Linked DNA regions of Sus scrofa: region 1 is linked to region 2. Evidence: chromatin contacts called from public Hi-C data. All regions are on one chromosome and are shown on one strand. The core of a region is the stretch at or near the end of the contact, and the rest is flanking DNA. Distances in the headings are between cores, read along the strand shown. Region 1 overlaps CMSS1 (protein CMSS1). Region 2 overlaps CMSS1 (protein CMSS1).

Evidence for each region. Hi-C and Micro-C count contacts between places; a contact is called where the count stands out from the background.
Region 1: a contact with region 2 is called in a Hi-C map of alveolar macrophages, with 2.3 times the contacts expected there. The contact joins two enhancer-like sites. A contact is called at or near these places in 1 of 5 promoter capture datasets (liver), 3 of 47 Hi-C or Micro-C datasets (alveolar macrophages, embryonic fibroblasts and skeletal muscle) and 2 of 2 datasets of contacts at active chromatin or transcription factors (alveolar macrophages and skeletal muscle).

Annotation. Positions count from the first base shown.
Region 1 is chr13:159,174,185-159,180,071 of Sscrofa11.1, forward strand. The region is part of intron 1 of CMSS1 (protein CMSS1); the gene reads right to left. The region is part of intron 5 of FILIP1L (filamin A-interacting protein 1-like); the gene reads left to right. Among named protein-coding and RNA genes, the nearest start is that of CMSS1, 15 kb to the right of the region's middle. Within about 2 kb of position 4,062, at least 17 of the 83 cell types and tissues checked have an H3K27ac peak or open chromatin away from gene starts, as enhancers often do. A contact at or near this core is called in alveolar macrophages, where this site is marked.
Region 2 is chr13:159,129,297-159,135,399 of Sscrofa11.1, forward strand. The region is part of intron 1 of CMSS1 (protein CMSS1); the gene reads right to left. The region is part of intron 4 of FILIP1L (filamin A-interacting protein 1-like); the gene reads left to right. Among named protein-coding and RNA genes, the nearest start is that of CMSS1, 60 kb to the right of the region's middle. Within about 2 kb of position 2,610, at least 4 of the 83 cell types and tissues checked have an H3K27ac peak or open chromatin away from gene starts, as enhancers often do. A contact at or near this core is called in alveolar macrophages, where this site is marked.

The sequences.
Region 1 (5,887 bases), core at 2,812-5,311, 46 kb after region 2:
CAGAAAAGACAATCTAGGGATCAAAGTCTAGCCATCAAAAAGACAAGTACCACCAGAGGTGGTGGGACTTCTGCCTTTGCAGAACCCTACAAAATCTTCCTAGGTGACATACCCGAATTTAGGGTTTCCATTTCTCAAGCAACATCAAGACCTATAAGGAAAGACCTATGGTCCCAAAATAAGTTTAAAAAAAACTGTTTTTTTTTTTTAACTCAGTGGAAGAAGTGTTAGGGTTCAATCTTGTTAGTCTCTAAATTCTGCTTCCAATTCAGGATTAAATAACTGTAAAGCAAGGAAGCATCACAAATAAAATTGCCATTTTAGAGGAAAATCTTCAAGTTGGTCTCCAATCATCTCTCATTACAATTAAGTGCATATAAAAACCTACTTCAGTAGTTCCCATTGTGGCTCAATGGTTAACAAACCCGACTAGTATCCACGAGGACTAGGGGTGGATCCCTGGCCTTGCTCAGTAGGTTAAGGATCCGGCATTGCCATGAGCTGTGGTGTAAGTCACAGACACGGCTTGTATTCTGCATCGCTGTGGCTGTGGAGTAGGCCAGCAGCTACAGCTCCGATTTGACCCCTGGCCTGGGAACCTCCATATGCTGAGGGTGCAGCCTTAAAAAGACAAAAGACAAAAAAACCCCAAAAAACAAAACAACAAAAACCTATTTCAATGCAGCCACTCAAAGCAGTTCCTCAAGAACAAATTACTATCCTTCACCATTAGGGACTTGGCCGGTTTCCCCCCAAACAGGCCCCCTGCTCTAAAAAAAAAAACAAAACAAAAAAACCTATTCCTTTTCTGTTCTTTACATTTAAATGAATTTAAATGATGTTCTCACTTGAATTCACTGATATCAGTCAGTTTTGAGGCCTCAGAAAAGCACCATTTTAAAGAAAAAGAAGTGAACCAAAAATCACAATAGATTTCCAAAGGGTCCATAACATAAGAAACATTTAAACACCAGAGGGCTCCTTCAGGGCAGCAGGGAGTCAGTCAATGGGCAGGGATTACTCTGAGAAGGATAACATCTAATACTGACAGACATAAGCAGCACAATTTTAACAGAAAACTTTTTCCCTGATTTTAACAATAATACATATTTATTACAAAAATTTGGGGAAATATAAATGCTGCCAGAGCCACTGCTTTTAGCTTCTCAGAATAATGAGAGAACTAGGGAGAACAATGGAAATTACTACTATTTTTTCAGGCCAACCTATTAACTATGACCCTATTCCACGACGTCCTTAGACTGCCAATGAAGAAGGAAATGTGCTATAGAGGGACCATCCTGTAATTACTGATGGCCCCCCCCATGCTAAGGAGTGGCAGACACCTCCCCCCCCACCCCGAGTTTATGTAATCTGTAGGTTCAGCCCAGACACAATGGCCCAGGGGCCAGTCTGATCACTGCAGGAGACGGGCAGGATTTCCCTTCCCCTAGCTAACTCATCAGTGCCTTGGAAAATGGTTCAGTCACTGTGTTTTGTTCAAGTACTGGAAAGAAATGCCCCCTTAGAGGGCTGCTCTGAGAACTAGTAACACTTATCAGTTAATAAGACAGGCAGTATTATAGAGGGGGTGTGGGCACAGGATAGGGCCCATCAAAACTCACCTCTCAGGCTCTGGGAAAAGGTACAGAAGTACAGATAGTGGGAGAAGAAAAAAGTGGCAGGTGAGGAGGAATTAAATTTTCTCCCTAGGCTGTCTCAGCTACTTGAATGGTATCAACAATTTTTCTATAACGATTCTCAAAGCAACATCTCCAAGCTTTCAATGCCCACCAAACCCTTCCATATAGAAGGTCCAATTACACTTCAAACTTGGCATGGGCCCCACTCCTCAGCACACTGTCACCTTTGGATTGCTCTTTGTCTAACTTCTGGTAAGGTCCACCGCCTTCCCTGTCACCCAGGTTCAACAACTGGGTGCCATTCTCCACTTTTCTGCTCATCCCCCAGATCCAATCAGCCACTCTGCCTATTTCTTCCTCTGCCCTCCCCCTTTCATTTGTGCAACAACTCCCCAAATCCAGACCTCAGTACAGATGCTACTAAGATAGTTAATCTACTACACTTAACCCCTCAACTCTTTACTTTTGTTGCTGGTGATCCTTCTACAACACTGTCCTGATTATGGCAATCCTCTAGTCCCTCCCTTCAAAATAGCACTTCTCCCAGGCCTCCATAGCTCACCTCATCTCCCTTTGAAACTCTGGACATAATCTGCACACTCATCAGAATATAGTATTGACCATCCTCCCATATTCCTCCCACATACCATCAGGCCTTCTAACACTGTACCTTTGTTCATGCTGTTCCTATGGCTGTAATGTTCTTCTCTCTTTGTTCCTTGTATTGAAATCTGACTCCTATCTCAAGTGCCAACTCTTCCAGAAAACTATTTTTCTCAATCTTCCTCTGAGTTTCCAAAACACCTTTGTTCGTACCTTTATTATAGCACTTCATTTTGCCTCTTGTTATAATTACTTGTTACCCCTCTTATATTATAATCTCTTGAGAGCAAGAATCAGCTATCATTTACTTTCTTTTTAAAAAAACTTAAATTTTAAATTTATTTTTTCCCTTTTTAGCCATCCCATGGCATATGGAGTTCCTGGGCCAGGGATCAGATTTGAGCTGCAGTTGTGATGTGATCCCACTGTTCCAGGCCAGGGGTCAAACCTGTACCCTGGCTCTGCAGAGATACTGCAGATCCTGTTGTGCCATAGTGGGAACTCCTATCATTTACTTTTGAAACTTTCTATCAATGTTTCTCAAACTGCAGTCACTGATCACCTTTAGCAGAATTACCTAAGACTCCACAGATTTCCACATACCCAGATTTATGAACTCCAGTGCAGGGAATCTGCATCTTAATAAGCAGTCTGAGTCATTCTTGGGCTTATAAAATTTAAGAACCACTGTTCTGCATTATCAAGACCTAAATACTGCTGGTAGCAGGTGCTCAATAAAGATGAGCAGGTCTCACAACACACCTGGGTGGTCACAGCTGCATTTGTTCTTTTCACAGAATCACTGAATGTCAGGGTCAAAGGACTTCATAGCTGGTATAACTCCTTCATTTTTTGAACAACTAAAAGATAGGAAAAGACACAAAAGAGTAGAAAATAATGTTCTCAGGTGAACTCTAAAAAGGAAAAGCTCATAACGAATAGACTAAGTAGGATAAAGAGGGAAAAGGATGTGTGAAGGGGTTCTTTTCTGGGCTAGATGTGATTAGAAACACAGCCCCAGTGGTTAGCTGCCACAATTGCTATGCTTAGCAACATGTCTCCAATAATTAACTGGAGAGATGGGAGAACAAAGGATAAAGCGGAAAAAAAAAAAAAAAAAAAGAAAAGAAAGGTAAAATAACCAAAGAAGGTAAGTTATGATTGTGATTGAGAAATAGGCATCTTAACAGATATAAAGACAAAGACAAAGATAATAACGTTGACATTAATAATAACTAACACTTTGGATGTGCCAGGGACTTTCTTACACAGTATGTCTACCCATTGGAGAAGTCGCAAGTAGGTATTTCAATCCCCAAGTAAGGGTTACAAGATGAGGAAACTAAGGTCTGCACAGGCTAACTGGCCAGCTCAAGAACACACAGCTAGCTGGTGCCAGAACTGGAATGGAGACCGACCCAGGTCTATTCGGCTCTAGCAACTAACCCTAGGCTGCTGTAAGATACAAGCCTGATGAATAACTTTTTAAAATTCACATGGGTACAAATGAAAGAATGAGAAAGAAGGGGAGTGGGTACCAAAACAAAAGAAGAAGAAAAAAAGCTGAGGTGAAAAATCTCATGAATAAATGGGAAGGGGATAAATAAGACAACAAGGTTAGTATATTTTAACATTCTATTTCTACATGTGATGTTCCAAAATAGAAGCACTGAGATTAGGAAGGATTATTGAAAACTGTATTTCAAAGCTTATTCTTGGATTGCCCTCATTGCCCATGGTGTAATTACTACAAAGAGATTGAGAGGTGACTAGTTACAACCACAAACCATGTTACATTAGGAGTTCCCATTGTGACTCAGTGGTAACGAACCCGACTAGTATTCATGACGACTTGGGTTCAATCCCTGGCTTCCCTGAGTGGGTTAAGAGTCTGGTGTTGTCATGAGCTGTGGCGCAGGCCGCAGATGCGACTCAAATCCTGAGTTGCTGTGGCTGTGGCATAGGCCGGCAGCTGCAGCTCTGATTCGACCCCTAGCCTGGGAACATCCATATACAGCCCTAAAAAGAAAAAACAAACAAACAAAAACCAATGAAAAAAACAGGTTACATTATAAAATAAAACCATCAATTTCCTCTAACCTTTCTTCACATAAGAAACTGGCAACTCTTAAATATAAACCATAGCACTTTGGCAGTTCTCTTTAAAACCAAATATCCTCTCACAAGAGGTTAGCTGGAACTACACTAACTACTACTGTAGCTAATCAAACTACAGTTTCCTTTTGAAGGATCCCTTGTCATATAAAACTATAAAATCTTTAGTGATAAAATTTTATCGTATAATGAGGAAGTTCTGAGAAAACGAAGAGAAAAAAGCTGAAGCAGCATATGAAACTCTGGGCTATTTGCCAGATTCATTATCTGTTAGTTTCTTTTTTAAAAAAATAAGTTACCAGTGATTTACCAAACAATACACAAAAGAAGGCAACAATATTTCAAAGATATTTTCATTTCAGTTTAGTATTTCCTCCTTTTCATCATCATATCCATCATCATTACTTATGTACTTTCCCATTAAACAAAGATAAAAACAAAAATACAAAACACTGTCATTCTGATAACACATGGCCTTGACCAAGCATTCCACAGCTGGGTTCCTGAGGGAGTAAGGCAGCCCTGTACCACTCCAATGATCACAAGTGAAAACGACCCAAGGTCTTTGAGAGTCTTGAGCCTTTCAACCTCTAGAGCTAAAGGTGTAATGAGGGGCCTGGCAGTCTCTGGAGTTAGGAACACTCCTGAGTGAATACAGCCTTGTTACACATTATGTTGCCAATACATATCCAAAAAGTTCAAAGCACTTACAAAATTAATTTCATTTAGAGAAAAGGAAACATCCTGACTCCAGCTGTCTAACTAGGATCTGATAGCTTCCCCAAAAATGCTGATTTTTTTTTGGATGTTGGCCCTCCATGATAATGGGAAGGAGCATAAGGATCAAGTAGAAACTGAGTTACAGAATTAAGATTTTGAATAAAAAATTGTTACTTTTTGGTAATTTTTTTTTTGAGGGGAGGGCACTAAAGCTCACTGCCGTCTAATGACTTCCTGGAACCAGGGAGTCTTAAAGATTGCTCAGTTTATTTTAAGAACCTATGGACAAAACAAGCTAACATTTTAAAAATTTAATAACTACTCCTTTTCTTTCTACTGTTCCCTAAATAAAACTAAGGCCTGTGCCTCACTGAACTCAGCATTTTTCAGACCTGCAATCCATTCCAAATCCCAATCTCCATTTTGAACTGAGTTTTAAACATTAAAAAAAAAAAAAAATTCTTTTCTTCTATGAATGAGCTTTCCAACTTGCTAAATATCTTCTAAGACATCTGCTTTCTGATGAAACCCAGGAGCCTCCAACTCTTAGTAGAACATTCACTGTGTGGTCTTAAAAGAGCCATATGCATGGATTCCTCTTGCACCATGCACTCCAAATTTGGATAAAACTTTCTTGAATCTATTTGACATAATGTTCTATAAAAATGTTCCAAGAGATGACACATTTTAAAGCACTATACCTCATTTACTGAAACACGTCCAAGTATAAAATTCATACAAGAAAAAAAGACAGCATCTTTTTTTTTTTTTTTTAAAGATTTTGGAATAACAGTTGTCCTAATATA
Region 2 (6,103 bases), core at 1,360-3,859:
CTCAGCGGGTTAAGGATCTGGCATTGCCACAAGCTGTGGCTTAGATCTGGTGTTGCCATGACTGTGGTGTAAGCCCAGCAGCTCCAATTCGATTCCTGACCCGGGAACTTCCATATGCCACAGGTGCGGCCGTAAAAAGGAAAAAAAAAAAGGCATTACTTAAAAAAGACATGGAGTACAAACTAGTTGACAAGGTCCCTTTAGTATCCTATGCAAACCAAGAACAGGAGGTTTCTGATCAACAGAAGAGTCTCCATTAAATACAGACGTCCATGTTTCACTCATTGAAGATCAAAAACCATGGCAATTCAGTGGGACGGCAGGCAGTGTTTAGCTTTGTGACTACCATTTCTAGGGAAAATATGCAAATATACACTTTTAAATGACCCAGTGTCTACAGGAAAGCCAGGAACATAATTAAAATACATATTATAAAGGTAAAAAGTAAGACATAATACACACATATAGCCCACAGTAGGAAGACAATTATGCTTTACAAATGCTTGGTAAAAAATTAAAAGAAAATACAATACATGGGCTTGTTAAATGTCTTTTTTATTTTTCTGCATTTTCCAAATTATGACATGGGCACTGAACTATTTTTATTTTTTTAATTTAAAAAAACTTTAAAAATTTTTTTTGTCTTTTCTAGGGCTGCACCCGCGGCACATGGAGGTTCCTAGGCTAGGGGTCTAATCGGAGCTGTAGCGCTGGCCTACGCCAGAGCCACAGCAACATGGGATCCGAGCCGCATCTGTGACCTACACCAAGCTCACGGAAACGCTGGATCCTTAACCCACTGAGCGAGGCCAGGGATTGAACCCGAAACCTCATGGTTCCTAGTTGGGTTCGTTAACCACTGCGCGAGGACAGGAACTCCGTGAACTACTTTTAAATTAATTTTTAAAACCACAAAAATAGCATTCACTTTAATGTTAATAAAGGGTTTCCCGTCCCCTAATATCACCACTGCCACTGTTGCTGTAATTTGCCTGAGCTAATTTTCAAAGGGTATTGGTCCTTTTCTAAAAGCAAAGTCAGCTGAAGTAAGAATAGGACTAGTTGAAGAGCCTCTGGAAACTTCGAGGGCTATGGAGGCCTGGCCAGGAGATCTGGGCTACAGAAAAGAGTGAGATGGTCTATATATAAATTCAAGTTCACTGCAGCTCATTAACTGCTCGTATAAAGCCCTCAGTACACAGTGTAAGTGCTATGCTGGGTGGTGATGAGGTATATTTTGTGTGCGCATTTATGTGTACAGAGCTAGGCAGATACCACCTGAAGAACAGAAAAAAAGAGTGAATGAAAGAGGCTGGTCAGAAAACTGATCATCCCTGGCACAGAGAGAAGCTGCTTTCACCCACAGACTTTCCTTTTGGCTCCATGTTCCACAGTTGCTCAGTCCTTTCAGCTTTCCTCCTACATTCTGTGGCAGCAAAAAAGAGACCAGCACTACCTCCATGGCAGGTTTACCCAAGTTCAGAGGCAAAGCCATTTTGCAAGAAGGCTGCCCATGAGGCGTTAGAATGTTCTGTCAGGTGGAATACCTTAGCACCTTTAAAGGCTCACACTCTGGTTAATCCAACTGTAGCCTAATACAGTGCAGGACCACAGCATTCTGCCACTTTTTACATTACCCTGGATCTGTCCTGACTGACTCCGTTCAGCTTTTCATAACAGGGCCATGCCCACAATAACAATTGTTGGGGTTTTGTTGCATGTTACAGTGTTTCCACATATACTCTTTTACAGAGGCAAAGGGGCAAGTGTGTCATTCAAAGTTAGCTTTATCATCCTAAAGTTTGAAGCAGAGCTTCCAGAGAGCGGTGCATATCGCTCTTAACTTGAGGAAAGAACTAGTAGTGCAAATTGTGGGCAGCTGAAGGAAAAGTTCAGCTAATTATGAATAATGCTTCTCTGGTGCTTATTTAGATAACTAAAAGATTTCACTGTCACAAGAAGAAACAAAGATGGGGAGACAGGACAAGAAAGAAAATAAGAGCAGTCACTTCACAAAGAGAAACTGGCTCTGACATGCTTAGTAATATGTTAATAGTATTTTAAAACAGTTAAATAATGATGACATTGTGGACATTATTAATAACACCTGTTGCTGTGGTCACTGCAATAACCTCCGGGCTATTAGCATGAACCATGGGAAATTGCTGACATTCAACTGTTTTTGACTAACAAAACTGACATCATATAGTTCAATCAAATTGGTACATCCTAGTTTCCAAGCTTGTCACCTACAAATCCTCCTTTCACACTGGAAAACAATTAGCTTGGTAGAAAAATTCCTTTGTACCATTTCCAAATGCCAAAGCTAACTTTTTAGATCTAATTTTTAGATAATAAATTCAGATTACTAACTGTAGAAAGGACTTTAATTTGTAGGTATAATCATTTGTAGGAAATTCCTGATGATAAATTTGGAGGAGTCACATAGCAATTGGACAGTAAAATTTTCAGTGGAAAAGTAAAATTTCCTCAGCCAGGACTGAGGCGCAATGGTCATTAACTCTATTCTTCTCACAATAAATATATGTCAGGGCTAAGAGAACAAAAATTACATCACAAAGAGGATGTTGTAAGAAGAGGGAAAGAGATAAATGTCTGTCGACTCATTGACTCATGTGGCCAATGCTGCACAATGCCAATGGCTGGCTAGAGTGCGCAATAAAAGACACAGGGTATCCTTGTATCAGTTTGATAAAGACCCCTTCTTCAAGACCCTTGATTTTTATATGCTGGAAAACTGTTATAATACTCTAACTTTAATAGAACATGTTGCCAACATCCTCAAGAGAACTATCTTAGTAAGTATGTTAATTCACAATGTCTCCAATGTAAAACAACACTCCCAAGGGTTATTTAGTGCACAATCAGGGTGGCTCTGGTATGTGGCCTCCAAAGAGGCCGAGTCTTAGTTTTTTCCCAGTTCTACATCTAGTCTGGAAAATAAAGATAGAAACTTCTCAGTTAAATCAACACGTCTTAACAACACCTCTGAGAGATTCTGAGCAAATCCTCAAGACTAAGGCTGTATATAACACTGGTTCAAATCTCTGCTTTCTTTACTAGCAGTGTGAACTTGGTCAAGCAATTTTACCCTTCCAAATGGATCTCCTCATCTGAAAAGTATGGCTAATACTACCTCAAAATGTGTTGGACAGATTAAATGATGGAGTGCATGTAGAGCACTAAGCATAGTGACTGGTATGAACTAAAAACTCAACAAATGAGAGTTATTCTTGGTTCCTAACGACAGTGGTCACATACCACAACCTCAGCTGGAACACTGAGTTATAGCTGGGTCAGTACCAGTGCTTCAGGGAGTAACATAGCACAGGCAAGGAACACAGGAGTAGGGTCCTAATCTTTTCTCTTGTTTCAAGAGAAGTCTTTTACCCATTTAACTTCTCTAGTCTTCAGTTATTTCAGCTAAAGAAAAGGTGGAAATAATACTAACATATTTTATATGGAAATTGGGAGGTCAGAAACATGAACATCAATGCAAAGCATGAGTACAAAAATTTAAGAAAGATATAAAAATGTAGCATCAAATGTTAGGAAGCTTCTGTATCCATCAGAGGGTAAAGGAGGCAGAACAACTTATAAAATGCTAGTTTTGGGTAGAGGTACTTTATGTTACTAGTTTGGAGCTGAGATTCAGGTATTTAGGCTTTATGCAACTTTCATGACAGCCATTTTACCTCATGTGAAATAAATCAAATCTAGCATAAAAATCTCAAAGGATGTTTAGTACGTACAAGCTAAGCACAGAAGACTAAAAAGACTGAAACACCTCACAAGTATAAAGAGTAACACTTAAAATTAACAAACCAACATCTAAAATGTTAATACAAAACTTCAAATATTAAACTTTGAGTTCGGCTGAAGGATATGGTCAATCACTTCTCTTGAAACAATATATATGAAGAGCAGGTGTTAGTTTAATAGACTTCTTAGTACACAGGTAGAGTGATCTAGAACTGTCAAATTGAGCCCACATTCTATTACAGATGACACATATTTATTTTTGTGCCCTGCATCTTTCCTCCACACCATTTTCACTAACTGTAAATTCTCTGTAACAAGCTTTTCTCCACTCCACACTAAAGAAGCATGCTGACTATTTTCATTATTTCTGTTTGACAAAACATATGGAAACAATAATTCTATAGACATATGTACATCATAATAGGAAGCAATCCTATTTTAATGTAATTTTAAAAATTAAATAGACTCAAGTTATTTAAACTACTCAGTTTATTTGAAGCTCCCAAATGAGGCAGCCATGTCTCTAATTTATTTAGCAGATTCAGAGTTTGGCTAGGACTTTAGAGATTCTTGTATTGATGTGCAAAGCAATTAGGAGGCTGATTCTCATTGACCATAAAAAGGATTTACACACGTAAATCTGCCCCAGAGTAAAGGGTAACAGGCTTAATTCAGTCATATTTGGTCAGTTTCTTTTTTCTTCTCATGTCTTTATTTTATTTTGTGTGGTGGTAGAAGAAAACAAATGGATTAAAATAGTTCTAAAGTTCTATTTTTAAACTTTGTCTTGAAAGTACAGCACAAAGCATTTAACTTCTTTAATATTTTCCCTGCCAAATAAACTAATTAGTTTTAACTACTTTCGTTAAAACATAGGCATGCAGAAATGAGGAAGGAGGAGGTTCTTTCAGGAAAAACACTGAAAAAAAAAAAAAAGATTTCATCTGGCCTTCCCATCATTACTTGAAGAATTGTTTGGTAGTTACATCATCAGGAAATAAAATACTATCCTCTGAGGACCCCTACTCTTTACAAAGAGGAAAGAGGTTTGAAGTCTAAATCACTCCCGAAGATGGAGAGAGAGAGAGAGAGGGAAGGGGTGGGGGTTAAGCTGACTTCTGGTTTTCTTTCTCTCCCCCCACCACCCCGCCTTCCCCGCAACCAAAAAACAAACAAAAAGCAAAATAACAAAAATGTATTTACAAAAGCTTAATTAAGAGTAACAGGATGTGTATTTAAGAGTCCCACGCAATAACATAAGCTCTAGAACCCCAGAGGGGGAAGAATTACAAGCAGATCGACCATGACCCTCGAAGACTCGATTAGCCCAGTAGGAGGGCGCCAGCGTCCGCCGCCCATTCCCCTCCACAGGGAGCCGGGACCGACGGTCTGTTCACACGGTCACAACATCGGCGGAGCCGGAGCGCGCTGCAGCGCCGCCGCCGCGGGTCTGGCTGTCACCAGCGCCCCCGCCGCCCGCGCCGCACACGCGGAGTGCCTTATAAGGCAGCGCAGTGACGTAACGCCCATAGGCTGGGCGCGCTCGGCGCCCCGCTCGCATTGTTCGGGCGACTCCCGGAGCGCGCACAGCCCGCTCACTGAGACGAGCGACTGCGGCCCCCGCCCGGCCCCGGCGCAGGCGACTCAGGTAAGCCCGGGAGAGCCCCTCTGCTCCAGCAAGGGGATTGCTGTCTGAGAGCCAGGCAGTCTGTAGGTGGCTTTTAAAGTTATGCATCATGAACTGCAGACAGGTTTCGAAAAGCGCGTCCAATGAACTCTAGGTTCGAAACCCTTTCCAACTCACACAGAACTTAAAAAGTTTTCTCCAACGGAGAAAACGTTTGGGATTTAATTTTTAATATAGAAGGGTGAATGTAACCAAGTGAGCTACACTTTGTATCCCGCCTGTATTGAGAAATCTTTGGGGAACGGGTTGGGGGGGCATATTAAAATGCAACAATCTCCTGATCTTATCTCTCCTAGGATTCAGACTCCTTTAAAGTTTTGCAAGAGCAGAGTGTGAAACACTACCACAAAGTAGTGGATTTGTTTCCCACCCAGTGTACTCCCTCTTTTGTAAATCTTCATAAAAAAGACTAGAAAACCCCTGTTAGGAATACATCTTGTAATTAAGATGAATCGAACTTAAAAAGTAAAGCACTTTTTAAGCTTCAAAAAAAAAAAAAAATCCTACAAACGTTATTCTGTCTTAAAAGCAAAAGTCAATTAGTACAAGAAAGTAATTATCACAGTTCTGAGTTCTTTTTACTTCAACTTAGTCAATGGGTAAATAACAAACTGCACTGAAAAGTAAAGATAA